Linked DNA regions of Mus musculus: all the other regions are linked to region 1. A link is a contact called in public Hi-C data. All regions are on one chromosome and are shown on one strand. The core of a region is the stretch at or near the end of the contact, and the rest is flanking DNA. Distances in the headings are between cores, read along the strand shown.

What was found. A called contact is a pair of places that touch in the nucleus more often than the background predicts.
Region 2: a Hi-C map of the 63-12 cell line shows a contact between it and region 1, with 2.5 times the contacts expected there. The contact joins two enhancer-like sites. A contact is called at or near these places in 1 of 15 datasets of contacts at CTCF or cohesin (pro-B cells), 5 of 484 Hi-C or Micro-C datasets (the 63-12 cell line, CD4 T cells, bone marrow-derived macrophages and 1 more) and 1 of 9 other capture datasets (embryonic stem cells).
Region 3: a Hi-C map of bone marrow-derived macrophages shows a contact between it and region 1, with 33 read pairs. The contact joins two enhancer-like sites. A contact is called at or near these places in 4 of 484 Hi-C or Micro-C datasets (bone marrow-derived macrophages, muscle stem cells, olfactory sensory neurons and 1 more), 2 of 115 datasets of contacts at active chromatin or transcription factors (extraembryonic endoderm stem cells and trophoblast stem cells) and 3 of 9 other capture datasets (adipose tissue, liver and pancreatic islet).

Annotation. Positions count from the first base shown.
Region 1 is chr6:89,310,299-89,313,118 of GRCm38.p6, reverse strand. No RefSeq gene overlaps it. Among named protein-coding and RNA genes, the nearest start is that of 4930512J16Rik, 26 kb to the right of the region's middle. Within about 2 kb of position 1,383, at least 18 of the 459 cell types and tissues checked have an H3K27ac peak or open chromatin away from gene starts, as enhancers often do. A contact at or near this core is called in the 63-12 cell line and bone marrow-derived macrophages, where this site is marked.
Region 2 is chr6:89,127,957-89,130,986 of GRCm38.p6, reverse strand. No RefSeq gene overlaps it. Among named protein-coding and RNA genes, the nearest start is that of Gm1965, 12 kb to the left of the region's middle. Within about 2 kb of position 1,301, at least 3 of the 459 cell types and tissues checked have an H3K27ac peak or open chromatin away from gene starts, as enhancers often do. A contact at or near this core is called in the 63-12 cell line, where this site is marked.
Region 3 is chr6:89,552,035-89,555,091 of GRCm38.p6, reverse strand. All of the region lies in intron 4 of Chchd6 (coiled-coil-helix-coiled-coil-helix domain containing 6), which reads left to right. Among named protein-coding and RNA genes, the nearest start is that of Chchd6, 42 kb to the left of the region's middle. Within about 2 kb of position 1,596, at least 38 of the 459 cell types and tissues checked have an H3K27ac peak or open chromatin away from gene starts, as enhancers often do. A contact at or near this core is called in bone marrow-derived macrophages, where this site is marked.

The DNA.
Region 1 (2,820 bases), core at 134-2,633:
ACCACTCCAACCAGTTGTGGCTTTTGGCTGTCAAAGAGAGCCCGCCCAGCTCTTTCAGCTCTTCATTTCAGAAGGGTCCCCAGCACTATCTACTATCAAGAGATGTTTGTTCACACCTTTGAACTAAAACAGAAACTTAGCTCTTCTTGTCCATGAACTCTGGTTTCACTGTCAGCCCACCAGCTTACCTACAGCTTGGGTCTGGCCATGATCTTTATTCAGAGCTGTCCCCAGTCAAGCTCTCTGTCCTACTGTTTCTGTGATCCTGTGTGCTTCCCTTTCCAGATCCCCTCATTTTTACCTGGGAGGGTCTCTGCTGCGGTTCCATGTCATATCTGTGTGGTAGGGAACTTACCATACCCAGCGGTGCCAGGCCCACACAAACTGAAGCCCAAAAGCGCAAGCCAGGAACCTGGAAGGCTCCACAGAGGAACTGACACATTCCTCCCGGCTTTTGCTCATTGGCTAAGACCAAAAGGACCAGAGGAAGAACACAGAATTTTTGCTCAAGCAAGAGCCGTATACAGACAAGATGAGCTCAGCTGGTGAAATCACTTATTATCTAACCTAACCTAATGACCCAACCTAAGTTGCACCCCTGGAACCGATAAGTACCCGCCCTATTTGCTCATAAACAAAGAAACAAACGAGTGAGTGAATCTAATAAGATTTTAGAAGACCCAGAATCCCACTTGTCTTTCTAGGAGTAAATGACTTAGATGCACTTGTGTCCACTAATGCGGTGGGCAGGGTAGCTGAGCTGGGCAGGAACATCGGATCACCTCCTTACTGCACTTTGCCACTGGCAGAAGTCGGGGAAGGCTTGTGAAAAAGTCAGACAGGCTGACTTACTGTTTGAAACATCCTGGTGATGGGCACGAAGGAGGAGTAGCTAAGCCTTTGAGCTGCCTTGAGTGCCCATCAGAAGAGTTCATGTGTAGAGATCAAGGGGTAAGAGGTCAGGCCAGAAAGATCCTGCCTTTCCTGGTGGGACTGAAGAGAGGGAAGGAGACAACCTGCCCAGCTGTACAAGAGGACATTTCCTGGGGTGGACTGTGCCCCTGATGTTGGCTGCAGCCTGTCAAGACCCAGGAGCTAAGTGAAGGAGAAGGCTGCTGGGGTCAAAAGAACAAGTAACTGACAGGGCCATTCAGGGCTGAGGGACAGAGGAGAGTTATAAGGTGTGGGAAGCTGAGCTAAGGAAGCCCTGCATGGGTGACATCCTGAGTGAATGGCTGTTGTTGACATCGATGACCCATGTGAAGGACTCCAAACCCTCAGACCTATGGGGCCAGACTCAAGAGGGCCATGCTCTCCTTAGGAGACCAAGTATTATGAATGATTATCAGTGTGTGCAAAGACTAACAACTGCAACTTCCTCCTCCAGGATGTGTACAGTCTGAGACTGTTCCCTATAGACTTCCTGTAGAGACTAGCAAAAACCCCACTCTCGTGCTATACCTAATAAATATGCTAAGGGAGCAGAATTTCACTGCATCCCAGCTTGACTGTACATATGTCCATCTGACTGTCCTTCCTACATTCCCTCACTGCTCCTAATTGGGATTCCAGGACCCAAGCTGTATGGGATACAGCACCCAAGAGAACAGTCTGTGCTCACATCACCCATGGTGACATTCAGTGTTTAGCCTGCCCAGCTGTTCAAGGTGACATTTCCTCTGGAGCTGACAAGGGACCTGAGCTCTCTTTCCTAGTGTCAGGAGACCCACGTGCTGTGCCATGGGTGACCTTAAGCCATCTGGGGAAGAAGAAAAGGAAGGGAGCAGCCATTTCTCTTGGGAAAGATGATCTGGAACCAAGACATTTTCAAAACAGAGACTGCTAAAAAAGATGTGTTTAATAGCATGGGATTGAGGCAGTTTTAAAGTCTGAGGTCTGACCCTGCCTCCCTGTGGGGCAATATTGGAGAAGTCACAGATGGTTTGGAAGCACATCGGGGAACCCAACTGAGCTGTGTGTATACGCACTTAACGACAGATGCCACAAGCTGAGGGCAGTGCGGGGGTCGCAATCCTCCTCCTCTGAGGGCTGGCAGACATGTGACATCTGGCAAATCAGAGCTTGCTCCGTGAGGTAGAGCTCACCAGGCTACCATAGAGGCAGCTTTCTTCCTTGAAAGAAAAGTGGCAGGTTTGGTTTGATTTTACTTTGTAACAAGGGGCAGAGTCTGTGAAGAGAGAGTTGTGGGTCCTCTTTGGGCTGTCCAGCTATGAAGCTCATTCTAAGGGTTGGGACCCAAGACATGAGGTATCTATACTGCCCCCATGCAATGACCATTGCCCATCTGCTTCCCACCCTCAGCCACATCAGCCTGAGAGGCCTGACAGGTCTGCAGAGCGTGGCTGTCCCTTCTGAGAGGCAAATGGCCCTTCATCTGTCACCTGGGACCAGGTGTCTGCTCAGAGCTGATATGGACAACTTAGAGACTGCAGTATGCTCAGTTGGACAGACAGACAGACACACACACACACACACAGACACACACACACACACACATCATGCACCTGAAACTGTCCCCTCAGGCTTCTGCCCACAAGTCAGGGACCACTGTGACTCACTTGCAGACGTCAACACAAAGGGTAAAGCCAAGGCTGTATCCCACGGTGGGCTAATCCTGGATTAGGACGCTGCCAGCGCAGAGCCACTTGGTTCCAGCATGCTCTCAGCATGCTGCTAACGGCCCATTAAGTCTTGCAGGCAGAGGCCCTCGAAGCTCGGGCGGGTGGTCATGACTTTGGAGTTCTTGCCAGCTTCAAGCTCCCATTTCCCACAGTCACTGGCTCACATCCTCTCCCATGG
Region 2 (3,030 bases), core at 52-2,551, 180 kb after region 1:
TGAAGGTAAAGTTAGTTTGTAGAAGGAATCAGCCATGCTTCAAAGTGACATCTAATTGAGGGGCAGACAAAGTGTTGAATCAGAGAACAACTTGACAGAATGAGTCAGAGACAGCATACACCCAATTCTCATGAGAACAGAGGGGAAAGAGCAGGGCAGAGAGAGAGGGGCTGAGGGGGACAGGGAGAGGTTAGAGGGAGAGAAGAGAAGGAGGAGGAGGGGAAGAGGAAGTTTTATGGGACACTTTTCAGTTTTACAGAGACAGGTTGCAGGTGAAGACATAAGGAGCCAGAGGATTAGAACAGACTGATAGAGTTAGTCCGAGGCCAAGCAGAGCAGTTGAGTGAGAAGTTGAAAGAAGGGATATTGAAGTCAGTCAAGCTTTGAGCCAGAACAGCTGAGTTGAACCAGCCAGCCAGAGTTCAGAAAGAGCTAGAGGAGGTGAGCTTATTCAGCAGGCAGCCTCCCAGATGACAATTACATCAGGAGAGTAAAAGATGCATTTACATTTTTCTTTCTTTTCCATTGTCTTGCTTTGCTCTCTGGGCAGCAGACAGAATTAACTGTGAGCAATCCTACCAGTGGTTTTCTTCTTCTGGACTCCGGTGCATGTGGGCTCATTCCTCTGTTCTCAGCTCCAGAAACCCCACAGTCACCACCCCCGACCCCATAGGAGGGGAATGGAACACCCTTTCGAGCTCATTTTACTCTAGTCCGTGTCTCTGCTTTAACGCTGCTTTGCACTTTAACACTATTTTATGCAGATCTAAAGCAAGGAAAATTGAATTTTGAAGTAGAATGATGTGAAGTGCATTAATTTGGCGAGGATGGACTTGTGATATCAAGGTCTTCCTGGTATCTATACAGCCTTATCCTAAGCAGGGTAGTTCTTATCGACTGTCACACGTGTACCCTTGACCTCACTCCCTTCACAACTGCCAGTCTCATCTTGCTCGTCCCAGCTCCAGGCCCAGCACGCTTCCTCACCCACATCTGTCCCTCCACGGCCCCAGTCAGGCCTGATGCCCACTGACTTGTCTCTTAATTTGGCTCTTGTGCTCTCTTATTACTCCAGTGTCCCCCACTCTTCCCAGCCATGGTACTGCTCTAGACATGTAAAACGGGTTACCCCTTGGCTGAACGGCTTCAGTGGCTCTCAGGCTCCCATCAGGAGGCTGTGTCCTAGCCCTGCAGGCCTCCAACACAGTCCCTTCTCAATCCTGCACAGGACCAAGGTCTCAGTTTCCTTCCTCCCCAATGCCTTACCACAGACAGCTCCCTGTCTCTCTTCTATCCCAGGACCACAGCACAGCTCTGCTGGAAACCTAGCCCTGTTGACAGAATTCATCTGTAACTCCTTGCCCTTCACTCCTCATCCATTAGAGTTGAGACATAAAAGACAACCCCACCCTCTGCAGCTCTTGGATTTTGCAGGGTAGGTGAGCCCTCTACCAAGGAAACCACATTCCTGCCCCCCTTTCTTTTTCTTGCTTTCTTCCTTCCTTCCTTCCTTCCTTTCTTTCTTTCTTTCTTTCTTTCTTTCTTTCTTTCTTTCTTTCTTTCTTTCTTCCTTCCTTCCTTCCTTCCTTCCTTCCTCTCTCTCTTTCTTTCTTTCTTTTTCTCTCTCTGCCTCTCCCTGTCTCCCCCTGTCTCTGTCTCTCTTTGCCTCTGTCTCTCTTTGCCTCTCTCTCTCTCTTTGCCTCTTTCTCTCTCTCTCTCTCTCTCTCTCTCTCTCTCTCTGTGTGTGTGTGTGTGTGTGTGTGTGTGTGTGTGTGTGTGTGTGATTCTTAAAGGCTTTCATACACAGCCTGGGCTATGAGATAGAAAGCCATGCCCTTCTTTGCTGTGACCCGAGGTTTCTATGGTTAGCATTCTCTGTACATTGCTCAGATCTTTCGAATGGCTACATTGACACAGGATTTACAGACTGTGAAGTATCCCACTCACAGCAGATGCCTTTGTGTTTGTGGGTTGGGCCAGTATTACGGGCCATCCTTAATCTAAGTTCAAGTGGACGGCATCCTCCATACCCTTCATTCCTAGGTTGACTGTGAAGTGGCATCATGGTCCAAGTGCTGATTCCAGAGTTCACAACTAAGCATGTCTACTCAGAGAGCCAGAACCTCAGACCTTTTATGATAAACCACAACTGGGGGTGGGGGGAGATGGAGGGCACCATCAGGACCCAATCAGAAATGAAGATGTCACCACTGCTCTGTGGAGGGAGTCCTTGGGTGAGGAGAGTCTTCCAGGTAGGACCTCTGAGAACTTGGAGTCTCAGGACACATATCTTTATCCTCACTGGCGTCTGGCTTAAGTGAGGTTGTCATAGCAGCTGCCCGGCTTCCTGGAGCTTCAGGAAGGAGACATGGGTCAGAGCTGACATAAGTCTCCTGTCTTTGATGGGCCTCACAGGACCATTGTGATTAGTTCCACGTCCTGGATTTCTGGGGAAAAGATGGAGATGCTGGCTCTGATCCAGGATAGACAGCACCACTTCTACCCGATGAAGCCTCTGCTCCTACAGTCCATACCTCCAGCTCCTTTCAGCCTGGGCCTGTCTCCTCCTCCACCCCCTCTTACTGGAGCATCATTCCCTTCTGCCTCTAATACTCAACTATGGAGGGAGTCCCATTGCTGCCCAAGGTTGGCAAGTTCTGCCCTCTAGGGGCCCCAGGGCGCCATGTTCTTTACTGTGCATGAGATGAGGGGGCTGGGTGACCCCGTGTACTCAAACCTGAGACCATCTTCTCCCCTAACAAAGCACTAGGTTCCAAAATTCCCACCCACTGGAGGCATTCAAAAGCCTCAGCACCTGCACATTGCCTGTCGCGGTGACAATTCACACTGGGCCGGAGGAGAACGGGGGACAGGAGGGAGCAGACATCTGAAATTCAAAGGCAATTTGGAAATCACTCTACCCAAAGGTTATGCCAATTTAGTCCCCCCACCGCCATCACCACATGTGCAAATGCCACGCTCTTCACGGAACCCACCCACTGACTGAATTCTTTAACCTGCCGCTCAGCC
Region 3 (3,057 bases), core at 347-2,846, 240 kb before region 1:
CTAAGAGAGATGCTAGTGAGGTGGACAATGCTTAGTGAGAGTAGCAATAAGGACCTAATGTAGGTTGAGGTGTGCAAGAGGCTTCTCTGAGAAACTGACACTTGGACCAAGCCTGAGGGTCAGTAGGACTTAGACTGAGGGAGGAGGGGGAGAGGTCTGAGGATGAGGAGCGGCAGCACTGCAGTCAAGGTCAGAGGAGGAGAACTCGTTGACAAGCCTGGGGTCATAAGCTGAGAAAGCTGTGACTTAAAAGGGGCAAGCAAGGGAGTCCTCAAGTCACAAGATTTCTCAAGCAGAGGGGACAGTCAGGGTTGGAGATAGGAGGGAGCTTATGGTAGGTCTTTATCAAGGTGGAGGAGGGCTCAGAGTGGAGGAGGCAAGATCAGTGGGAGGCTCACCACCATCCCAGGGAAAGTTGTGATGATCAGACAGGACACTGATTGTCTTGGAGGACTGAGTAGATAGGCAGGATATTGACTGGGAGCCCAGCAGCACAGTGAGTGACACAAGTAGAAAGACCCAGCACCCTTTTCCATAGCTCGGTGGTCTGGGCTCGTAGGGTTTCCAGCCTCAGCATGTGTGGCTTCCAGGTGGTTGCTCCAGCTCTCCCTGATGGGGAGGGGGGCCTGGTGAGATCACGGCCAGTTTAAAAGCAAGAACAGAACTGAGCACACCATTTCTAGACATGTCCTGTTGGCTGGACGGTCCTGTGGCCTCTCTCAGCTATAAGCTGTTTAGGAATTGTGTCTAACTGTCGTCAAGCTGAAGCTCTGTCACAGTGGAGGAGGGAGGCATGGCTGTTGGGGACAGATGGAAATTCTCACTCTCTGCTGTTGCCTCCTCACTGCCCCACCCTCAGTGACTCCCACATTCATCTTGTTCTGAACTCTGTGTGGCTTCTGTTCTCTAGGAGCCATTAGGAACTGTGCTGGCCACGGTGACGAATACTTGAGAGATACAGTTGAAAGGGAGGTACCGCTTGCTTGGGCTCATGGTTTCAGAACTCTCTGCTCATAGCTGGCTATATTTCTGGCAGTGAGGAGGCAGGTGGAAGGACATGGCAAAGCTAAGTTGCTCATCTCATCCTGGCTAGGAAGCAAAGGGAGGCAGAGGGGCCCCGGACATTGACGTATACTAGGTCTGTGCAACCCTTTACCAGACATACTCGATCTGGGTTCCTATCTTCCTCTCGGGAGCACCTCTTGTGTCCACAGTGAGCCACTTCCTATGGCCATGGAAAGTATTTTCTAAGAAGTTCATGTCCTGAAATCTCTGGAAGGAGCAGCATAGAAGGGCATTTGGAATTGGTGTGCCTACTCCATGAATTTCCTTTCCTGTACTGCCATAGGGCAGGTGTGAGCAGGGAAGCTGCTGTCTGCTCTTGGGAAAAGTTGGGAAGGAGGACAGACTCATAAACTGACTTCTTTCTGCTTTTCACTCTGACTCCTGGGTAACTGTTTTCTCAAAAGTTTGGCTTATTGCACAGCTTGGGAGAATCCCACTGAATCTTGGGAATGAGGTCACACTGCTGTACATCCACCCCCAACCTCTCTCGGGTCTGGCCCCTCTCTGTCGTGCTTATTGAGCAGAGTCCACTAGGTGGCAGTCCTGGGCCACTTGTTGGTGGGGACGATTGAAATGCTGCAAAAGACCCAGTGGGATGGAGAGCAAGGGTCCTCTTGCCCAAATGCCTTTTAGTGGGTCTGTAACTGCTGATTCTAGAGACACTGAACCTGGTTAGGAAGCCAGAGATGCCTTTTCTTCTGGCAGACTCTCCACCTCTCTCCTAGCCTTTGATTTTGCTAACTCTACTCTCCTGTTGTGGCTGCCCTAGGCTTGCTGCAGTTCAAGAGACCAAGTGGTGCCCCTGAGAATCAGAGAAGGAGATCTTCCAGCCCCTGTAATGCACTGGCTGGAGGATGGGCTCCCTCTTCTTGCTGTGGTTTGCTTCTTTCCGAGGATGTTGCTGGTGGCAGCTTGGCTTGAGTCCAGAGCAATAGAGGCACAGTTGGGCTTAGATGGGGGGGCAGGGTGAGAAATGCTGAGGTTTGAGGAGGGATGGTCTGGGTCATTCCCTTATCAACCATAGGTTACTGTTTTCTCAGGCTGTGTAGTCCAGGCTGCTCATAGCCTAATGCCTCAAATTAGGGTGGGATTAAGGGTGGCTCTGTGGACTTTGTCCTCAGACAGATGGTTAGGAGACAGAGGGTTCCTTGCACCATCTTCTCTAAGAGCTGGTGACATCCTTCAAGCGCCTTTTCTTGGCGTCTTTGCACAAAACAAGCAGATTCTGACTTTCTTGTAGGCGGATGGACTGCCAGTTTTGGCAGCAAGGGAGATTTTTTTTTCAAGGCCCGGAGAAGACATGGAGGGAACTCAGCTAACCTAGCGGTGACTTGAACTGTGGTGAATAGCCATTAGGTTAAAGGATCCTAATGCTGGCTCCCAGTACAGCCACTGCTGCTCATTTCTCTGAAGAAGCCAGGGTCTAGTGGCAAGAGTCCTATTCTTCTGTGTCCTTCTGGAGAGTCTCCAGGAGGATGACATGGCAAGATCATCTGTGACATTCCTATGAGCATGCTGTAGCTGGCCTGCATGCCTACCATAGCTCTGGCTTGCCCTGAATTGGTTGCTGCCAACTCCACAGCAGGGTGGGGTCTCATGTAAATATGGAAGGTCTCTGTAGGGATGTCTTTCTCAGAGAGCTGGTCCTAGCCATATTCTTCTCGGTTTCTTGGCAGCCACTCCAAGACACTGATCAGCTGCCCCCACCTGTTTTGGCCTTAATGCCTTTGTTGCTTCCTAGTAGTTGCTCAGAGCCTTCATGACTGTCCTTTAGGTAGTAGTGGGTGAAAAGAGAGCTCTGGGTTTTGTCCTCCTGTCTTGCAAGCTCTTGTACTACAGTGGTCTCAAGGGCACAGCATACATACATTCCCAGCTCACTGAAAGTTGGTGTTACTCACAAGGTGCTTGCCATAGTGACTGTCATTCCTCAGGGTTAGGGAGGAAGGACTCTGCTGCTTAGCCTTTATGGGGGAGAATACCGCCTTGAAAGTG